Linked DNA regions of Mus musculus: region 2 is linked to region 1. Evidence: chromatin contacts called from public promoter capture Hi-C data. All regions are on one chromosome and are shown on one strand. The core of a region is the stretch at or near the end of the contact, and the rest is flanking DNA. Distances in the headings are between cores, read along the strand shown. Region 1 overlaps Lsamp (limbic system-associated membrane protein). Region 2 holds the start of Tigit (T cell immunoreceptor with Ig and ITIM domains).

The links. Promoter capture Hi-C pulls out the DNA fragments that hold promoters and counts their contacts.
Region 2: a promoter capture Hi-C map of the HPC-7 cell line shows a contact between it and region 1. The contact joins the promoter of Tigit here to the enhancer-like site in region 1. A contact is called at or near these places in 12 of 39 promoter capture datasets (the 3T3-L1 cell line, 3T3-L1-derived adipocytes, the C10 cell line and 9 more), 2 of 115 datasets of contacts at active chromatin or transcription factors (a colorectal cancer cell line and trophoblast stem cells) and 2 of 9 other capture datasets (liver and macrophages).

The regions. Positions count from the first base shown.
Region 1 is chr16:42,178,042-42,182,060 of GRCm38.p6, forward strand. Lsamp (limbic system-associated membrane protein) reads left to right here. Exons shown (of 7, transcript NM_001347236.1): 7 at 1-3,638. Among named protein-coding and RNA genes, the nearest start is that of Mir6540, 120 kb to the right of the region's middle. Within about 2 kb of position 2,195, at least 6 of the 459 cell types and tissues checked have an H3K27ac peak or open chromatin away from gene starts, as enhancers often do. A contact at or near this core is called in the HPC-7 cell line, where this site is marked.
Region 2 is chr16:43,661,671-43,665,857 of GRCm38.p6, forward strand. Tigit (T cell immunoreceptor with Ig and ITIM domains) reads right to left here and starts at 2,514. Exons shown (of 4, transcript NM_001146325.1): 1 at 2,354-2,514; 2 at 306-635. The coding sequence starts at 2,417.

The DNA of each region.
Region 1 (4,019 bases), core at 945-3,444:
ATTGTAGGAAAACTTTAGAATGATGGTTTAAACTTAAAAGGAAGAGAGATAATGAATTTGGTTTATTTTTTTAAAAAGTGCTAGGCTTCATTTAGAAAAATGTGGATGCCTTTCTGCCCACTTTGTTACTTTTTGTTTAAAGGAAATTTGCTTAAGAGACCACCTGCTATAGGATTAACCATGTCCTCATGTTTTTCTTTATTCTCACAGATTCTCAGCCTAGATTTAGTCTTGGTTCCCCTGTAAACTGCCAGTTTGTATAACAATGTAAGAGCAGTGTTACATTTGACCTAAAAAGCTATTAAAACTCTGAAGACAAACACACCAGAAAAAAATGTGAGATAGACCCCAAGTTAAGAAACACAAACCTACTTTAGGAAATCTTTCGTGCTTAAGTTATTAAAAATGTTTCTCCTCCAGAGACTTAGTCTGCCCAAGTGATGTAAATTCCCCATTATGGTTGACATCATATCTGTAAACATCTCACTAAATGTAAAATGAAGTTCGCATTTACGTGCACACCGGTGGGGAGGAACGTAAACCCCCCTCGTTTGCATTTAGCTCTGCTGCTCAAATGTCACCAAGTGAACCTCAAGAAGGAATTTGGTTTTGCTCCCAGTGTATAGCACATTCTTCTTGGTGAGGTGGCTGGCGTTAAGCTTAGGTTTAGATTTAGCATTCACGCCAGTGGAATGTTTATGGATATTGTAGAAAACTTATTTTTAAAATCCTGATTTCTCGTCAGCGCATTTGCATACTGTGCTGATTAATAAATTAGGCACCAATCATGTGTAAATCAATGTAAATCACTAGTTTATGTACATAATATAAACTATGTAAACTTCATTTTTCATGCAGAGCCCAAGTTCAGCTAAACCTATAAATCTTAAAGAAAAAGAAGTCAAAATAAGAAGAACAAAACCCAAAGCTCTTTGTAGGTCAGTGGACTTAGAAGCAAGCCTGACATGGTTACAAATGTGTTGCCTTAGCCAAAGGAAGCAGACACTCAGAACACTTAGACGCTCTTCTAGCCAAGGTCAGCTGGCTTTCTTTGCTCCTTCTCCCTCAGTGGAGATTCTCCAGCCTGACCCAACCAACCCTAGGCAAACGGAAAGAAAGAGGACTAGGATAGCAGGGACTCCTGGGCCTGGGTTACTGGTTTCTTGCCAGCTAATACATATTATATTGTGTCTTTATTTAAATCGCTCCAACAGATTCACCAGTACTTACATGAACAGATTATTACACACTCCCCATTTTTTGGACTGTTTTACACTTAACCAGACTCAGCAAATATCTTTGTCATCCTAATTTGAAATATGTTATATCCTTGAGAAATATTTTGCTGAATCTCCCTGTATCATTATTATCATCATCATTATTATTATTATCATCATTATCCCTGGCAGCCTTGTGGATCTACAGGCCAATGGATTAAAAGTAAGGTACAAAGTCATTTGAATGAAAATGTCACTCCCAGGTGTATCTGCTGATTTAACAGTGTCCCATAGACCTTTACTTTATTTAATCAGAACGACTGACAGACTCATCAAGAGAGATGATATGAATGTCATACCAGACTATTGTAGGAAGAGATTTCACACTGAGGCTTACATTCATCTACCAAGGACAAAGGGCATCTGTAACATGAAAGGTGTATCAGGATTGGAGCCAAGAAAATGGGGCTGTTGCTTTGGGTCTCGCCACACAAAAAGCTGTGAGATGCTGACACAGGCAAGTTAATTCCAGTTCCTGAGTTTTTAGTTTTCTCATCTGGAAAGTCAAGAATTCAAAGGACACTTCATGGTCTCTCCCACCTCTAAACCTTCTGATTCTGACTATGAATTAAAATTCATTAAATGCTGCCACCCACGAAGAGCTATTTGCTGGTCTCTGGTTTTCTCTAAACCCACCCCCCTCTGTCTCCACAACATAGCACCTTCTAGAACCACAGGGGCTCTGGACCAGTTCTGTATCTCTTTTCTGAGAAAATTTCTTAGAGATACAGAGGAAAGGCATTTTCATATTAAAGCGAGGGCACCAAAATAGCTGAGGTGGCTGCCTTGTTCGTAATATTGGGAAATGTAACAGTTGAACTGTAGCCTAATAGCCTTTCATGGGTAGGAAAATGGCCAGATCGGGCATTATGTACGTAACAAATGAGGAAGTTGCACATGTGAGAGGAAATATCAGCTTTCTCTTATCCTTGGCCAAGTGCTTCATTATGGTAAATGTGTGTCACTGGGCGTTGTCAGCTGGTCCCAAGCAAGTTCAAAAAAGGCTGTTTTGTGAAAAACAGGCAAGAGAAGGGGTTTCTTACAGACGTTTCTTGAGACTTGACTAATAAATAGACTGTGAGATTGACCAAGTGGTTACAGAGGGGCCTCTTTTTATTTTTTTATTTTTTTTAACAGCTTGAATTGGTATAGTTTAAAGCAGCCATGAGTGAAACAGGACAAAAAAGCCTATCTGGGAGGCAGGGTTAAAAGAGAGTGAGAGATGTAAAAGCTAAAACCAAATGTGAAAGTTAAGTTTCCGGAGCAGTAACGGAGGGATTGTTCTGTTGGGCCACATCCTGAGCCGACTCAGCGCAGGTCCACTTGTGAGTCCCACTCTGTCTTCACCATTCAGCTCAACACCTTGTCCGGTCACCTTTTTTTCATGAATCTTCCCAAAGAGCACAAAGAATAGGGCTCTCCTGGACACCGAGGAGCAGAGTTCACTCATCACCACCTCCGGCGTTAGGTATCACTGTTTATATGAGGATGCGCAGTGGGTTTACGGTACTCTGGACACTCTGTAAGGGGAGAGAGACCCGCCCACCCAACACCTCCCCAGTCCCATCGATCCTTCCTAGGCACAGCTTTTTGGATGGTGCTCGTGAGTCCACCCGACAGCTACATTCTTCCCAACACAACCCCCCCTGTGTAATATCTAGGCACGGTAAAAATCTGCTTCTTGCAATTGAAGAAAATCCACGGAGCTAGCTTCCTGGCGTACCACAGCAACCCTCGCCACCCGTCAGGAGCCTCTTTTGAACTCCCTTACCTAAGTCTTTGCTCTTCACCTGAGCATGAACACGGTTCATCCTGGTGAACTTCGGCCACGTTCTGCTCCATAAGTATTTGCTGGGGGGGGGGGGGGGGGGCTAAAGGGAGGAAATAAAAAGGGGAGGGAAGGATACCTCCCACTTCTCCCCAGCCCTGCTTCACCCTCCCTTTCCATTTGCTCTCCTGGAGGTTGTATAAATCCTGTTCTTGGTTAGACGTCTCCTCATTAACAGTGTTATATGCATATAAATATATATATAAAATATATTCCTTTTTTCCAGCCCTGTAGACATGAACTGATCTTCCCTTGACGATATAAAAACATGGCCATTTTCTGGTTCAGTTGATTTGTCGCTCAAGTTACTTTATTTTTGTTTATTGGGTGGATATTTTTTCCCTGAATACTAGCTCTGTGAAGGAAAGTAAAAAAGCGCAATGTGTGTAAAAAAAAATTAAAATTAAAGAAAAGCTTTTTTTTTTCTTTTTAAATGTATTTAAATTCTGGTTCTCTCTTCTGTTACTTTACACGTATGAATGCTCTGCTCTTCTGTGATCTTAAAACAAAATGAAATAAACGTGAAAAGGAGATGTGTCTTGGTTGACCTGAATCCACATGATCTTGCGGTTGGCTGCCCTGTTTCTCGAAGGCTCTGGTGAATGGCTTGGGAACCAGAGCCAATGATAGCAAACACCAAACATGGGAGAGGTAGACAAAATACTGGAAAATCGCTGCAAGCAAGGCTTTCTAACAGTGCTTCCTCTGCAGAAATGAATGCACTATTTACCATAATTGTCTTCCCTTAAGAGAAGAGGGAGAGACCCCTGATATTTTGTTTTCCTCTGTCTTCCTTTAGGGATAATGAGAAAAATATGAGTAGATTACCCAGAGGGAAGCGGCAGAGGAGGGAGGGGTCAAACAGCTCCTGAGTGAGAACTGGGGTTAGTCTTTGGGCTGTGACCTCAAGAGGG
Region 2 (4,187 bases), core at 1,264-3,763, 1.5 Mb after region 1:
CCTTTCATGTATGACCTCATCTGCAAGTCACCTCATTTTAGATAAGATGGATTTCCTATGCAAAATCTGTGGTTGTGCATGGGAATCGGCTGGTTGTTTCTGGAACGTATCAGATCCTAGCTCTGCCCCCACAAGGTTCTACGTTCATCACTTTCAGTTGTTCTATCTTTACTATGCCCCGAAAGATCCTCTAATGAGTTCAAAGTGCTCCAAGATTGAGACACTCTACTTCCTAGAGTGTGTCAGGGTGGTGTTTCCTATGTGAGAGAAAGTGGCTCACTACCACCTTGCCTCAAAGGACATACCTGAGCTTTCTTGGACCTTCAGGAATATTCTCCCCTTGTAAATCCCACCAGGATACGTATGATAGGTACAGAAGTACTCTCCCGTGTCATTCATTGTCAGAGACTGGAAGGTGAGGCCTAGGCTGGGGCCTGGGACCACCCGATCACTGAAGACTGAAGCGACATGCCACCCCAGGTCAACACTATAAATGGCCAGAAGCTGGTCCTGCTGCTTCCAGTCGACTTGGGTCACTTCAGCTGTGTCAGAGGAGAAGTGACACTGTAAGATGACAGAGCCACCTTCCTCTGCAGAGATGTTCCTCTTTGTATCTATCGTGCCTGCTGTGGCTCCTATGGGTGAGGGAAAAGCACACGTGAGTCTCTGGCCAGCAGCTGCCCTTCAACCTTCCTGAAGAATCCCAGAGGGTTCAGAGTCCAGATCTGGCTCTAGGAACAGATGTCCACAGTCTGCAGTCTCTCCTGGTGCCCCCCATAGAGACCATCATTGATTTCCAGAGTTTTTCTTCCTCTGCCTGTCACTCGAGGCCTGAAGCCCCAGCCATGGTCCCTTTCCCATGGACTCTGTTCCCATCCTGCTCCCCATGGCTGCTTCTGAAGCTTGCTCCTGCCAACCTGCCTCATCCTCACCCATCAGTCAGAGCTGTGCTTCCTCCTTACCTGAGGACCCTAGCTTTAAGCCCTTCCTTTTCCCCTGCATGCGATGTATTATTAAATGTTGTCTTATTAGATGTCTGGCTTCTTACTACAAGGCTTCTAGCACTTTGTCCGCTCAGGATGTTCCGCTCGGCTTCCTGGCTAGGTGGCTGATTGCTTTCAATGAACTTATTTAACTTTCCCACTTAGACTATCAGCCCGACACCAACATATCTTGTACTTCTCTCTAGGTTCCAGCAGTCTAGCCTTGTGTCTAGCCCTATGTTTTGAAAATAGAACTGGGCTATTTGATTGGCATTTGGGATGTCAGGAAAATGAGAGAGAGAGAGAGAGAGAGAGAGAGAGAGAGAGAGAGAGAGAGAACACAGAGAAAGGAAACTTGAATCTACTTCTCAGCCAGAAGTAGCAGCATATATTTTTAATCCAAGTACATGGGAGGATGAGGCAGGAGGATCATAGTGCATTCCAGACCAGCCTTGGAAACATAGAAAGACCATGTATCTGTCAAAGAAACAAACTAAAGCAAAAGAGAGAGGGAAGGGGAAGAGAGGACAATGAGAAAGAGGGAAAGAAGGGAAAGGAGAAGTAATGGAAGGGAAGAGAAGGGGAGGGAAACATAGAAAATAGGAGGGGAGGGGAGGAGAGGGGAGGGGAGGGGAGGGGAGGAGAGGGGAGGGGAGGGGAGGGAAGGGGAGGGGAAGAAGGGAGAAGAAGGAAGGGGAGGGGAGAGGAAGGGAAGACAGTAGAGGAGAGGTAAGAGGGGAAGAAAGGCCTTCTCCTAGATGAAGCCAACTTCTTTGCTACCTACCAGCCTGCCCCACCTTGGCTCCTCTCTACCTTCAGTCTTATAAGTTCAGCCTTTAAACTAATTTGTAGTATAGTCTCTAAATATTTTGTTTCCTTCCCTCAGAAATGTTTATCTACAATTTGTAATAGAATAGAAACAACAGAATTTAGTCTCTCATATTAGTGGTAGACTATGAAAATCTGAGAAGCAGGTATTTCTGACCAACAGAGAACTAACTGGAACATTGTTCTAGGAGTTCCTCAGAAACAGAAAAGAAAATGGAGCAGGAGAGAAATGGGTTTCCAGGAGATTTCTTGGCTCCCAATCTTAGTCTATTCCCCAGCTTCCCTCTTGAACAGCTGTCCAGTCAGAGTCCCTAACCCAGAGGATCTATGAAGTCCTTCCTCTGCAATCCCAAACGTGTATGCATCCCTTTCTCAGCGATTGCCTCTTACCATGTGGTCACACAGAGCCTCAGAACCACATACATACACAGAAGCTGACATACATACAGGCCTAGGCATATACTTAGAGCTTTCTCTACCTGAGCATCCTGGTGTCTGTGCCAAGCTAGGTGTCTCTGCTCTGCTAGGTCTGCAAGCCTTACCTGTAGCGAGGAAGGCAGCCTGTATCAGCCCCTGGACCCAGACCAGGAGCAGCCAGCCATGCATGCTTCTAACCAGAGGCCTACAGCAAAGTGGATGTGGCCTCTCCTCCAACTGAAACTGGCTCACTGCAGCTGTAAGGTGAAACCAAGCTGGTGAAAAGAGGGTCTCGGAAAAACTGACTTAGGTAAGAGCAGTGTCAAACGTGTAATGTTTTCTTAACAAGTACACAAAGCCACATAGGGTGAGCCACAAGAAAGGCCATGAAGGAAACACACTGTAAAAACAAATAAAACATGTGGTTAGAGATACACGGGTCTTGGGCAACTCGTATATTGACTACTTGGGTAGCCAGCCGATCTGTTGTTTTTAAGTTCTCTTGATGCACTTTTTGAAACACCAACTTTTATCTAAAGCATTCAAGGGTAGGTGACGCACAGGATTCTGAAGAAGTATTTCTGATGAGTCAGTCCCCTCCCCTCCCCTGCCCTGCCCTGCCCTGCCCTGCCCTGCTGCTTCAAGTTCCTGCCACAGTAACAGACTGTAACCTGGCCCTGTGAGCTAAAATAAGCCCCCTCTCCTCTAAGTTACTTTTTGTCAGGGCAGCGGCAACAGAAACCAAACTAGGACATCATCTTTTCTTTCTCTCTCCTTCCCCTTCTCCCTCCATCCTTTCCTTCATTTAAAAGGTCCTACAAGCTCTGAAGAGACGAGGGTCGGCAAAGAATTGCTCAGCGCTCAAGAGTTGACCAAAGTTCGTCTCTGTAAAGCCACTGGGAGAGGAGATGGAGAGGACACCGTCAGCTATCGCCTGGGCTCTTGGCAGAGCTGTATTGGCCATGCCCCATGATGTACAGCCTGAAGATCTCTATTCTCACCAGGGGACATCCAAAGCCTCATGCCCTGCCCATCCCACCAGTGCACAAATGATTCTCAACAGCCAGGCCTCTGTCCCTCTCTTCTGTATGCAGGGTCCCTCTGTCTCTGATCAGCTTCCTCCCCATCCTGGGTTCTGTTCATTCACAAATCTACACAGTGACTCATGCACCCTAGGCCCCTCCTCTAGACCTGTAGACAGTGTTTGACTTACCAGCTTCTCCACAGCCTTCAAGGCTTACATAAAAAATACATCTCCACCACTTTTGTTGTTGTTGTTTTGTTTTTGAGGCAGGGCTTCTCTGGGAAGCCTTGACTGAGCTGGAACTCACTCTGTAGACAAGGTTGGCTTAAAAACTCAGAGATCTTCTTGCCCGCCTCTCTCTCCTGAGTGATGGGATTTAAGGCATGCACCACCACCAAAGCCAGCCTCTCCACCACTTTTTTAACATCTGAATGCCTTTTAGCCAAAGAAACAGTAAGATCCAATATGTATTCAGGGTAAAATGCTGGGGCTAGACATGATGAGAGTTGCCAAACTTGGTTACCTGGACAGAAAAACCACAGGGGCAAGGGCTGGTGGGAAGAACACAACCCAGAAAAAGGCTACAAAATTAACAGTCTGCTTTTGTATCATGTGTGTAGAAACAAAAGAAAGTAGATTTGTCCCATTTTGGAAAATGCAAAAAACTTAAGAGTTGGTTTTAGAAGGGAAAAGTTAAAGACTTCTTGCCCAGAGAGATGCTTCAGCAGTTAAGGGTGGGCATCACCAAGCATGACAACTTGAGCTGGATCACTGGTGCCCACATAGTGGAAGAAGAGAACTGACTCCCACGGTTGTCCTCTGACCTCCTGTGATGGTTTGTTTATGCTTGGCCTAAGGAGTGGCACTATTAGAAGGTGTGCCCCGTTCAAGTAGGTGTAGCGTTTTTGGAATAGGCATGTCACTGTGGGTGTGGG